Linked DNA regions of Sus scrofa: region 2 is linked to region 1. Evidence: chromatin contacts called from public HiChIP or PLAC-seq data. All regions are on one chromosome and are shown on one strand. The core of a region is the stretch at or near the end of the contact, and the rest is flanking DNA. Distances in the headings are between cores, read along the strand shown. Region 1 has its middle 50 kb from the start of MBNL1. Region 2 overlaps MBNL1 (muscleblind-like protein 1).

Region 1 (6,529 bases), core at 2,796-5,295:
CCTGTGTGACCCACAGAGCCATATCTGTAATTCAAAGCTTATGAATTTTATAAAGTCTGTGCAATCTCTATACATACATATATGTACTTGAAAGGGTTATGTTACTTAAGCCATAGCCAATGAGCCAGTTTTAAAAAGCAATAACTCACTATAAGAATCAAGCCATTCTTACTTACAAGTGTACTTTTAGCTAAGTTTCACATGCCAAAATTTGCTTTAAAAATTCAGAATTTATGAAATAAACAATGTATAGTTTTATTGTTCTTCCAGCCCATCAATCAGAAAAAGAAATGGATTATTTCAAAGATGTTACTTGAAAACTATTTTGTCATAGTTAGAAACTCTCATTGGGAAAATTTCAGTTCTCATCAGGAAGTAAAAAATCATCATATTTCAACTTAAAGATAAATTTTACAATGCTCCATATCACTGTATGGAAAAAAATACGTAGATCTTTCTTCTATGTTACTTAATTGCTACCTTTTACTCTAAATAATTTTCAGCAAAACAAAAGTTTCAACTCCTATAAAACATATTTAATAACAAGGTAACTACAACATTTTTACAATAACTTACAGTCTTCTGAGATGATGTTTCACAACTCCTCTGGTTAGAGCAAATATGATTTCTGTTACTCTTCTATTTTAGCTTTTCAGTAAGTGCCAGAAAACAAAATTATATTCCTCCCCTTTTATGGCTTTCTACAAAGCACTGGCTTGTAGAGAAGGCATTTGCGAAGTTGCTAACATTAAAGTTAATGTTAGTCAGATTATATTTTAACTACTGCTATTTTGCAGGTCGGAATACCTTCATTTTGATTCTTCATCACAAATTTAGTAGTTGAAAATAGTAAATGACCATGCTTTCTTCTTATTTATTTTTATTACTGAAATGGCGGCCTCTTCATACCTTCAGAAACATTAGTTCCTATAAAAGGAGATCTGGAATATCAACTGATATGAAACTGAAAGTTCATGCATTCAACATATTTTTTGCTTGTTTTAAATAAATTAGAACCCCCCCCAAAATAAAATTAGTTCACTTTGTCAAAATGCTAGGCATTTTAGCCTTTTGTAAAGAAAGAAGTAAACACTAACATGGAAATAAACAAATTGCTTAGAGAAAAATGCGAAGGGAAGGTTTTTGTTAGAGGACATGGTAGCTTGCCATTAAAAACGGTTGCTATTCCAAGAAGTATGTTTGGCTAATGCCAGAGACTCTTTATCAGCAAAATAAGAGAAGCATGCTATGCCTCAAACATGTTTCTACACATTTCTTGAAAAAGTTTGAGCAATTTTAAAAATAGGAATGAAGAGTAGAAGCCATATTGGTTTTAGCCACATTTGAAGTGATCCTCTGGTGGTCTCCTTGGAGACTCTGACCACACCTCCAGGCCCCAGCAACATAAGCCATGAGCAGGAGAAGGGGAAGCAATAAACCATGTCCTTATCTACACGAGTCCAACAAAAGTTCTAACTACCCATCTCTTAGGTTTTGACAAAATGTATTGGCATTGTTTGCATATAAATAAAGAAAGCAAAAATTGATTTAGGTAAAAGAGTCAAGAAGAAGCCAAAGGGGCATTGCTAACAAGAAAACACATATAATGTGCTTTCATACTGGTAAGACTGCAGCTCCTGAACACTCCTCAAAAATAACTTTTTATGGAATGTATTTATGGGCTAACCAAAATAATCTACAATATCAAATATTTTAAACTATTGAAATTCTGAATAATGCATTTTTTCCTATGTAATCCTTTATCTTATGAGATATAGGAATATTTTCATTCACTGTTTCTTACTGAAATGGGTGTTTTGTTAAAACTAATGGTGCTCTGATAATAGGAATTTTTTTTTAAAGCAAGTAGGCATTTCTCTTTTTTTTAAAATGCATGTTTTGTGTCTACACTTATTTGTACAACAGTGTGTTAAATTGAAGTTCTTTATAATTAGACTTTGGTCACTGGCCAGATTTACTCTCTTTATAGACTATTTTGCTTAGACTTCACTAAGTATTTAATAATGATCATTATAAAGAAGTATGGAAACACAATATAGTTCTATATAATCAGTGGTGATAGTTAACCCTGGTATTTTATCAATTTTCTAATTTCTAAAGTTTTAATATAACTGATATATAATACTATGTCTGAAAAAAATCTAACAAGGCTTTTAAAGCACATCCTTTCCCATCTCAGAAAGAGGAACCTAATATGATTTAATTATGCTTTGATTTTTAAAAACCATACTAATTAACCTTGTAGAATACAGAAAGTCATGATTTTAGGGCTGTTATGAGCCTAAGAAATTATCTAATTCAATTGCCTTCATTTTGAAGATTAGACAATTTAAGAGTATTGAATGAAAAAATTACATGAATTAATATAGCAGGTATGAATAAAGAGTAAATAGAGAAATTTGAATATGAAACAAAATAATTACAATTTAAAAATCTGGAATTTCCTACTTTTAGTGAGTATATAAGCGTCTATCCATCTACCATGTATATTTTGTGTAAGATTAGGAGCCAGTAATTCCGTTATTGAAAAATACTCTTTATATCATAGAAACATAAAGATACTAAAGTCATTTATATTTTCATTTACTCCAACAGATATTTATTTATTTATTTATTTATTTTTAGGGCTGCACCCAGGGCATGTGGAAGTTCTCAGGCTAGGGTCCAATCGGAGCTGTTGCTGCTGGCCTACACCACAGCCACAGCAACGGGGGATCCCAGCTGCATTTGTGACCTACACCACAGCTCACAGCAACGCTGGATCCTTAACCCACTGAACTAGGCCAGGGATCGAACCCGCGTCCTCATGGATGCTAGTTGGGTTCACTAACCACTGAGCCACAACGGGAACTCCTCCAACCGATATTTATAGAAAACGATTGCCTTCTAGAAAATAACAAAAATGTCATGTCTGTTCAAAATATTATGAGAGTTTTAATAACAATATATAACATGAAATTATAAAACCATTCCTGAGTGACTCAGTGATACTAAATTTTTGTTATTATACTTAATTATTCTGTTGCCAAATCCTAGGTGTACACTCTTTCTCCAAATTATTATGTAAACCATTGTGAGGTTGAACATGTATTATACCTTAATTTGAATGATATTTTTATCATGGCTCCTTTCATGGGGGGTTATAAACAAACAAGTAAAAAGGTAGGGATAGCTATATAATGAAACATGCAACCATTAAAAACTATGTTATTAAATTATTTTATAATGGCAAAGGAAAGAGAACATGATATTCTAAGTGAAATAAGCTATAAGATCCCAGTTATAAACACACACAAACACACACAGACACACACACATACATACATGCACACATACATAAAGTGCAATCCTGTGAGAAAATATTTGAGAATATTGAAAATGTAGGTTTATTCCTGGATTGCAGAATTTTGTAGGCTCTTGCTTTTTAAAACAAATGTCTGTATTTTTTAGCATTTTCTACACTTAGATGTTTATTTTTATTATTTTTGTCTTTTTAGGGCTGCACCTGTGGCATATGGAGGTTTCCAGGCTAGGGGTCAAATCAGAGCTGTAGCTGCTGGCCTATACCACAGCCACAGCAATGCCAGATCCAAGCTGTGTCTGTAACCTAAACTATAGCTCACAGCAACGCTGGATCTTTAGCACCGAGCGAGGCCAGAGATCAAACCTGTGTTCTCATGGATGCTAGTCAGATTCATTTCTGCTGAGCCATGATGGGAACTCCCTTCTCAAAATTTTATTTATTTATTTATTTATTTATTTATTTATTTATTTATTTGCATGCTTATTTTTATTATCAGGAAAGATTAAAACTAATTTTAAAAGAATATAAATACAAAAAAATGAAATTATGAAGTATAATCATGCATGTGCAATTTCAGATTGCTTAAAATTTACATTCAGACAGCATTGTTTCTCCTGGGAAAGTTCAGATCTTGGTGAGTATGTATTTTCTAAGGAGGTAATGAGACAAAAGACATTTTTTGCTTGGTAAAAGATTAGAGGCATTGCAAAGCGGAAGAGACCAGTGGCACAGGAAATAAAAGTCAACGAGTTAAGATAAGGGACTATCGAGAAAAACAAGAGAGTCCGTAACAAGTGGTAAAAACGTTTTCTGAGCGTTTTGGCTTATAACATTACTCAGAGCAAAGCAGAAGAAAGTAATATTTCTGTAACATCTGCAAAATGGCAGGGATTATGCTTGTGTCATTTAATTCTTAGTTATATCAAATTTGTCTGATTATTCACATACCCAGGAAAGTAGAATGGCAAAAGCAATGAACACAGGATTTAAATCTAGGTTAGTTGGGCCCTAAAAATTCAGTTCTCTGCATTTTACCCCACTTTCTCCAGAGTATTTTGATGAAATACATAAACAGATAATCTTTCTTCTAGGACAGTGGTGACTGTGGTATTTGACTGTAAGAAAAAGGGGAATTCGGTAATTTTACTTTCAGATTGGAAAGTAGAACAAGGGTGGTTTAATGCAGACAACCCTTTCCATGTTCTCAATTCTCCAGCTGAGAGAAAGCCAGTGATGTAATAAAAACCAAAATGGTCATCTAAGTAACTCAGACCTTAGTACTCAAATCTCACATTTACTAAATATGTAACATTGGGCAAGTTTTCTAATTTTTCTGTCTCAGACCCCTTGACTATAAAACGTTTTAATGATACTGTCTTATGCAGTGATTGTAAAGATAAATGAGAACAACATTCAAAGGGTACCTAGAAGGGATCGTAACACACCATAGGCACCTAATAAATGTTGGTTACTTTTCCTTGCATCCCAACAACTGGGTACTTATTACAGCAAGCCACTCATTGCCAATGACTTATATTAGTTGCTCCTGAGTTTCCATTAGCAGGTGGAAGCCTACCCATAAATTCCTAAGTGCATGCAATTATTTTTAAAAAGCATGTCTTGTTGAGATGTTTCACAGTAGTTTTCCCATAGTCATTTCCCCCTATGAACTTAAGTTTTCTGCTATCAAGATGTAGAGACTAAATTTAATAAAGTCATAATCAAGTTTGTAATTGGAGTATTTAGAATCTTAATATTATACAGAAGGACCCTATGAGATCTTCAAGTTCAAGAAGCAAACAGGATGAATCAGGCTCATATTCTTTTAGTTTACCTAGAATAGCATTTATTACAATGATTACCATTACTCTTACTATTATTATTTTCTTTCCAATGTGAATGCTCCATACAGAGCATCTCTCTCTCTCTTGCAAGCTCTTTCATGTTTTATTGTGGCAGTTCCTCACATTTACTTTCCTTACATGGTCCTGGATTTCATATACTCCTCTTCAGTGGTCTCATCAGAAATACTGACATTACCTGAAGATATGCTAAAAATTCTTGGGCTTCAACCCAGACCTACTGTATCACAGACTCTGCAGACAGGACTCAGCAGTCTATGTTTCTATATTTCATCCAGATATATGTGCTCCATTTTGAGAATCTGTGTTACGGATGGTTACAGCTGAATCAAAGTGAGCACTCAGGTCTTTTGACATAAACCATGACCCTAACCCAAGATCCACCTCTTGTTTACTGCATGTTTGACATCTTGACCTTCTTAGGGGCATTTTCAGCAACTTTGCAATGTCTCAGTTTAGCCTATGCAGGGAGGGCTCATTTCTGCAACAATCTCACAAAATGACACTCAAAGCATGCCTCTGTGCCTTTATGACCTTCCCCTAATCCATTCCCTGTTTACCACACCCTTAAGACTTCCAGGAAGGTGAGCAGAGTACTTAAATTTAGTGTTCTTTTTAAACATTAACAATTTAATCTTCTCTTTACTTAGGAAGCTGTGACTCACTCTATAGATTGAAAACTAAAAGCAAAACCAAAACAAAAGCAAAAACATAACCAAAACAATCAAAACAATCAGAAACTCCCCCAAACCAGGTCCTTAAGGTAACAGAGGATTGAAGAAGAATGTAAATGCTTAAGACTCTTGAGTGGCATGTCTATATTGTATGGACATATTTGATGTCAGCAACTTTTTGCTGTACAGGGCAGAGGCTTGTCTCCTCCATCTATTTGTAACATCAAACATAAACACGAAGTAGGGCCTGAGCTTTTTCAGATTTTCACATAACTTGTCAATGTGAAATAAATATGAGGAGTTCCCATCGTGGAGCAGTGGTTAACGAACCTGGCTAGGGACCATGAGGTTGCTGGTTTGATCCCGGGCCTCGCTCATTGGGATAAGGCTCTGGTGTTGCCCTGAGCTGTGGTGTAGGTCGCAGACATGGCTCGGATCCTGAGTTGCTATGGCTCTGGCACCCGCAGCACATGGAAGTTCCCAGGCTAGGGGTTGAACTAGAGCTGCAGCTGCCAGCCTATGCCACAGTCACAGCAATGCCAGATCCGAGCCATGTCTGTCACCCACACCACAGCTCATGGCAATGCTGGATCCCCCAGCCCACTGAGCGAGGCCAGGGATTGAAACCACATCCTCCTGGATACTAGTTAGGTTCTTAACCTGCTGAG
Region 2 (6,529 bases), core at 1,837-4,336, 180 kb before region 1:
CTACTTTCCCATATACCTATATCTATAACACATTTCCTCAAATCCAGATGTGTTCATCTTCCAATCCAGGCTTTGTTGCAAATAATTCTGTTTAAGAGAAGAGTTTAGAGCTGCCTTTTATGTAAAAGTAATGTAAATATAAAACTTGTTATAACAAAACCATCTATTATAAAATCTTAGTTTGGGGAAAGATGTATGATTTTTGTCATTTGGAGTTGTCTAAAAATAAGGAATTATTTTCTGACACAAAGCCAGTTTACTCTAGCTCACCTCCAACCCTTTTTGAATTTACTGTGCATTGCTCAAATATTATAAGAACTTGGTATATTAAAAAAAAAAAAACTCGGAATAAACTTATGAACATCTTAATTATTCAGAGTCTACCTTTGTAACACCAAGCAAAAACATATTCAGAGAGAAAAAACAGTAACTCAATGCTTAGAGAAATATGCAATGGAATATATACACATTTAAAGTGTATAAACACTATAAATTATTCTTAAAAATACAGAAAAATGTGTAAAAGCCATATTAAAATATAGCAGGTGAAAATGTAATTTCCATGTGAAGGGCTTAAAATAATGTACTAACATATTTGAAATATTATTTATTCAACCTCATAATATGGAGGATGTATTTAGCCAAGTCTTTAGGGGCAAGGATGATAAAGCAGAAAGCTCTATAACCTCTTTCAAAACTTCACTAGAGGCTTATACCTAGTAATCAATTAATAATCTGAAATTCCTCCATTCATGTTCTTGTTTTCCTTTCCATTCCCCTTTTCTTCCTTCTCTCCTTTCTCTCTGGCTCTGTGCCAGTTAGACCTAAAGACTCGAAGAGTTTAAATACAAGAAAAGAAGCCAATCTGAGCAATTTGGAAAGGAGGAGAGTGTCAAATTCTTAAATTACCCCATTTTCTTCCTCTAATCATTTCAGGCACTGTATTTTTAGGCATTCAGGGACCAATATGTTCTACAACTGTTAATGCTGGATTTTGTGGGCACTTCCTATTTTTATACTTTCTGACGCATTTTTTAAACTTCAACTCTGTAACAAAAGAAGACTTCTCAAACAGAGAACACACTAGGTGAGGGATAGTAAATGAAAATTTCTTGATCTCAAGGTTATACAACCTGAAATGTATGATGGAACAAGAGTATAAAAACCTTCATAGCTAGAAATATTTCAGAATAGACCTTTGTGGTTTAGAATATAAACTTGTCCAGGCTGGGAATAGCTGTCTGTGGTTTTAAGCTGTTTTACTTTTAGAAATTACACCTATTTAGAAGGTTTTTAATTTCCTTATAAGCTAAGCATCCTATGCCATTAGGCTCAGTATACCTCAAAGAAGTTAGAATTCTTCACCAATTCAGGTGGAGCAGAGGCAGGGTACTTTAACTCAACTGAATCTGAATCTTTGACCAAAAAAAAAAAAAAAAAAAAAACCACAAAAAAAAAACCCACAAAAAAACCCTAAAAGTAAACAAAGTTTACATGTCTCAAAACAAACAATCAGAAAACAAAATAAACCAACCAACAAAACAAATCCAACCACCCTACTACAACCTCCTGGTTCATCTCTATTTATTTGTAGCAATTATTAAAATGTCATTTAGAAAAACTGTGTCTCAATAAATTTAATGAAGACAATTCTGAGCAATTTGAAATAATCCCAAGAAAGGAAACTACATCTTGCCAAAAGTATAAAGTACAATCAAAATAATAGTTTGAAAGAAAAGCTGAAATGAATTTAATATTTTAGCCTCCAAGAAAAGCTACTATACATGAATAGCTGACTTCTACACAAGAGAAAATGTTGTAATAACCCAATATTAATGATTTTTAGTTGGAGAAAAATGAGATATTTTGATGAAATAACCATATTTGCAGTTGGATGAGAACTACAGGTATACGAATTCCTGCTTCAGTGAACACTCTGTCCATTTGCTATGTTCTTCAAAATTCAAGGTGAATTATCAGAAGCATCTGTGGCAACCTCCCAAACAAGTCTTTATATTTAATTGCCATTGTTTCCAACCCAGTCTTAAGTTACTCAATATATGCTAAATATACAGGATAATCAAAACACAGTTGACATTCTGTTTACTACAAACACACTTTTTTAAAGTTACTCAGTGATAAAACATAGTATATTGGGTATGATTTCTTGATATTATTGGAACAATAAGAAGCTTCCAGATTTTTCAAAGAAGAAATCTTTTATAGAAAGAAGCAGTGATATAGCCACACTGAAAAACAGTTTTGTGGAGTTCTCATGTGGCCCGGTGGGTTGTGGATCCAGTGTTGTCATTGCAACAACTCAGATCTTGCTGTGACACAGGTTTGATCTCGAGCCCAGAACCTTCCAAATGCTATGGGTGTAGCCAAAAAATAAAATAAAATAGTTCTGCAAAAAGCTGTTTAGTTATTACATAAAAAACAGGTAGGAATATACTATTAAACATTTAAGTAAATTTGGAAATGTACCAGCACTAAAAAACAAGCATTAAATTATACCTATTTCCAAGTAGTAAAATGTAAGTTTAGGATCATGAAAAAGAATAATTTAAAACTGATAAATATTATAGGAACACGTGCACTTCTACATCTCATTTGGATAGCAAGAGCAGATGAAATAGTCTTAAAATACTCTCCTTGTTCCCAGAATTTGACAGCTGTACATTGTATCAAATAATAACTAATGTGGTAGTTCTGATTTTAAAAGAAATTTAAGGCACTGTAGAAGAGTACTTCATTTATTCAATGTTAAATAATTCTAAACAAGTTCCTGCCAGATTCTGAATCATGAATGTGACCTCCAAATATAAGTTTTATTTCCATCAATAATTTGTCTTTTGACACAATGACAACCAATATTTATCATCTTATATAAAGTATGTGAAGCTTTACATATTATTAGCTCACATACTATTAGCTCATTTAAGACTTACAATCTTATTGAGTAGGCACTCTTACTACCTCCACATAAATGACGATGAAACTGAAACACAGACAAGTTAAGTAATCAGCAAACAGGCATGTGGCTGGTAATGGAGGTGTCAGGTTTTAAACTTCTTAACTTGGGCTCTCTAACCACTCTTCTAGCTACTCTGCATCTTCCACACTGGTTACAAATTCAAGTCTCTGCAGATGGCCTCTTGCCTGATTCTAGCAGAAGAGTGGATACTTTTAAATCAACCCAGATTCAAAGGCTCACCCACATAAGAAAAAAGACCTGGCCAATTTAATGTTTAAAAGCATCATATCTGAACATAATTCTATTAAAAATAGCAAAATGTCATCTTGTCAAAAGAAAAGACATCTTTGAAGAAAGGAACGAATAACCATTATTAACAACTTCTTACTCAAAATGCAAGTCTTTCAACCACATGGCAAAGCCGCACAGTTACTGTTGTATTTTTTCACTGCCATGGCTTTGGGGTTTTGTATTAAAGTAGCAGGAAGTTGGTGTGTGAATCACCCGCCACAGCCCCCACCCTCAAATCACATTATGAGTCTAGAGAAAGAGAGGAAAAGGGAAGATAAGAGAGAAGAGGAAGTGAGTAAAGGGGAACACACCAGAAGAAAAGGAGAATCAATTGTCATGAAGACCCCAAGGTGAAGCAGCAGAGGCAGAGCTCTCCAAGAAGATACATAGGGCTCTCCCCCTCAGATCATCTGCTAAGAGGTGTAACTGGGACAAATAATATGATGCTGCATTCTTTTTTTTTTTTTTTTTAAGTGAAAGCAGGTTTATTGGGAGAGATACACATTCCATAGGCAGAATATGGTCCATCTTAGAAGGCAAGAGCCTATGCTTCCTCATTCTTCACAAGTTCTCATCCCTAAAAACAAACTATTTGCCAACAAAGTGTTATTTTAGATTCCTTGGGTTTTTGGCTCGCCTCTCAGCTAGATCTAATATACGATCATCTACATAACAACTTGACAAATGGAAAGTTTCCAACAACTATTAGTCAGCAAGTCTTATCTACTGTAAACATTTCATTCTGCTTTTAAAACAGCTTCATATTTCAGGTGAGAACCACAAATAACAACAGCACTTTCAAAGAATCTCTAATTTAAGATATTCCAACTGAAAAGTTAGAATTATATCACCGTATTAAACAAAAGAGGACAACAGTAGAGATAAACAATTAAAGTGCAGTTCAATTTATATTCCTTCCAGACAACATGTGAGAATATTTTCCAAGTAATCTGAGTCAAATATTTGTATATATCTGAACAGTTTAACAGAGTAGAGTCTGAAGAACAAGAAATCTATATTTTATATTTTAAATCAAATCTTTTAGTCATTAATTTAAAAATTGTTTCTGAAATTAAAAAAAAAAACTTTTGAAAACATAATTCCATATTTTACTTCAAACTATTAATAGATGAATATGTTGATGTGTCCTGTAACAAGAGTATAAAAAATAGAGGGAGTAGTTTTTGCTGTGTCACAGAATCCAACTGCAGCAGCTTTGTGGAAACGAGTCAAGGGTTTGACCCCCAGCCTGGTGCAGTGGGTTAAAGGATCTGGCATTGCTGCAGCTGTGGCATAGGCTGCAGCTTCAGCCAGGATTCAACCCTGACCCAGGAACTTTCATATGCTGTGGGTGCAACCATTTAAAAAAAAAGAGAGCGAGAGTGAAATTTATCCAGGAAGCAAAGGGTTGATATCTAAACTTAGACTCTCTGAAGTCTTAAGGGAAATAAATGTGGCTAACATTGCATTGCAAATACTTCTTATCCTTGTTAAATTACACTGTAGTATAAACTCAGAAAATATTCCTTTCAGGATTTGAGAAATATGGAAATTTGAGTACTAAGTCTCTATTATTATAATTATTATTTATTTTTATGAATTCATTATCCAGGGTGTTGTAAATATTTGTATGCATAATTCAACGGTAATCAGTGGTGTTTATCTTGACTAACTGATAATCTACAGACTGCAGTGCATTTATGATTTCAATGGAATTAATCTTCAATTCTCTACACTTCATTGTGAGAAAAGCTTTAAACAGGTTGCCAAGAGGAGTTTTTTAGCGTCAAAGCTTTACTTGAGGAAGAAAAACAATTCCATCTTTATTCACTGAAAAATACAAGTATTCTCAAAAGGAGATAATAATCTCAACTTCTTATAATGTACACATCTAAAAGATATTATTTGTCATATAAATAAGATATAAGAATAATAGACACGTTCCAAGAAGTAATATGATGAAGTCAATTCTTTATCCACAGAAAAAATAATCACTCCCACTTCACAAGTCCTCTTTTGACCTACGAGAACGCAAAGAATCTGTGGGTGGTGGGCAGGCAGTGACGGAGTGGCAATCTGCCTTGCTAACGGTTCCAACATCCCTGAAGCCCTCCCCTATTTTTCCAATTATTTTTCCATGTTCAGACACACTGAACACTTCATTCTTGTTTGGTAAATTTTATGTAGATCATTTCACAAGTAATACATCAATTTCACTTTCCTGGCAATCACACCCTGCCCATTTTCAGCTGGCTTCTCTTGACTCCAGTTTGACACCCTGGTTTGAATCGTCATTCCATGTGAGGGAAATGCCAAGGCAAATATACCAGCTCTATGGGTTAAAGCCACTGCAGTGTGGCTACCTAGTGATTTATAATAGAGCTGGGAAGTGGCCACTTGCAGTGCTGATGGGAGACGCTGGTGGCTGACACTGATTATAGAAAATGGTACAGATGTTTTCCAGCTGAAGATGCCTCAGAGCACTTTGTTTTCAGCAGATCACTGCATGTGCCCATTATCCAAAAAATAAAAATGATCCTTCTCTATCTAACTCCGTCCTTTCTCTCTCTCACACACACACAAACAAACAACAACAACAACAAAAACAATAAAACAACAACAACAAAAAAAACCCTAACTAAATATGTCCTTCACTGGACTTTTAAATAAGTGCCATTTCTACAGGTGGGCTATTCTTCTAATTTATTGTTATTTTTAAACAAATGTTTCTATGGAAGAAGAGATAAAAGACATCCTCATTTTTAAAAAAGTCTTTATATGTAAAAGATGCATTACACAAGAAATGAGATGCCATTTAGAATTTGCTTTAAAATACTTGAGCCCATTGCCCACCTCTCCTCTCCCCCCAAAAAAAAGTGGAAGGATAGAAGCAACGAAATTAACAAATATTGAAAATTGTTGACACTGAATTATAGTATATTATACCATTCTCTTCACTTCTATATATGTTTGAAAATCTTCATTTTAAAAAGCTTATTTACAAATAGATAAACACTGGATTTTGCATTAAATCGCCACTTTCTTTAAATCAACCAAATCACTTAAGCATCATTTTAGTATATCTTTGCTACCTCAAACTATTGATGTCAAATATTCTGCAAACTATTTCTTGACCATTAATTAGAGGCAAATGAGATGATCTATGAAGAAAATCTTTCTTAATTCACCATCCGAAATAACTGGCATTAGTAAGCAATTATTTTCATGTCCTTCATAGTCATAAGGAATGGCAAAACAACA

What was found. HiChIP or PLAC-seq counts read pairs in DNA pulled down with a chosen protein or histone mark.
Region 2: an H3K27ac HiChIP or PLAC-seq map of alveolar macrophages shows a contact between it and region 1. The contact joins two enhancer-like sites. A contact is called at or near these places in 5 of 47 Hi-C or Micro-C datasets (blood, liver and skeletal muscle) and 1 of 2 datasets of contacts at active chromatin or transcription factors (alveolar macrophages).

Annotation. Positions count from the first base shown.
Region 1 is chr13:92,438,072-92,444,600 of Sscrofa11.1, reverse strand. No RefSeq gene overlaps it. Among named protein-coding and RNA genes, the nearest start is that of MBNL1, 50 kb to the left of the region's middle. Within about 2 kb of position 4,045, at least 11 of the 83 cell types and tissues checked have an H3K27ac peak or open chromatin away from gene starts, as enhancers often do. A contact at or near this core is called in alveolar macrophages and liver, where this site is marked.
Region 2 is chr13:92,612,483-92,619,011 of Sscrofa11.1, reverse strand. All of the region lies in intron 3 of MBNL1 (muscleblind-like protein 1), which reads right to left. Among named protein-coding and RNA genes, the nearest start is that of MBNL1, 120 kb to the right of the region's middle. Within about 2 kb of position 3,086, at least 30 of the 83 cell types and tissues checked have an H3K27ac peak or open chromatin away from gene starts, as enhancers often do. A contact at or near this core is called in alveolar macrophages and liver, where this site is marked.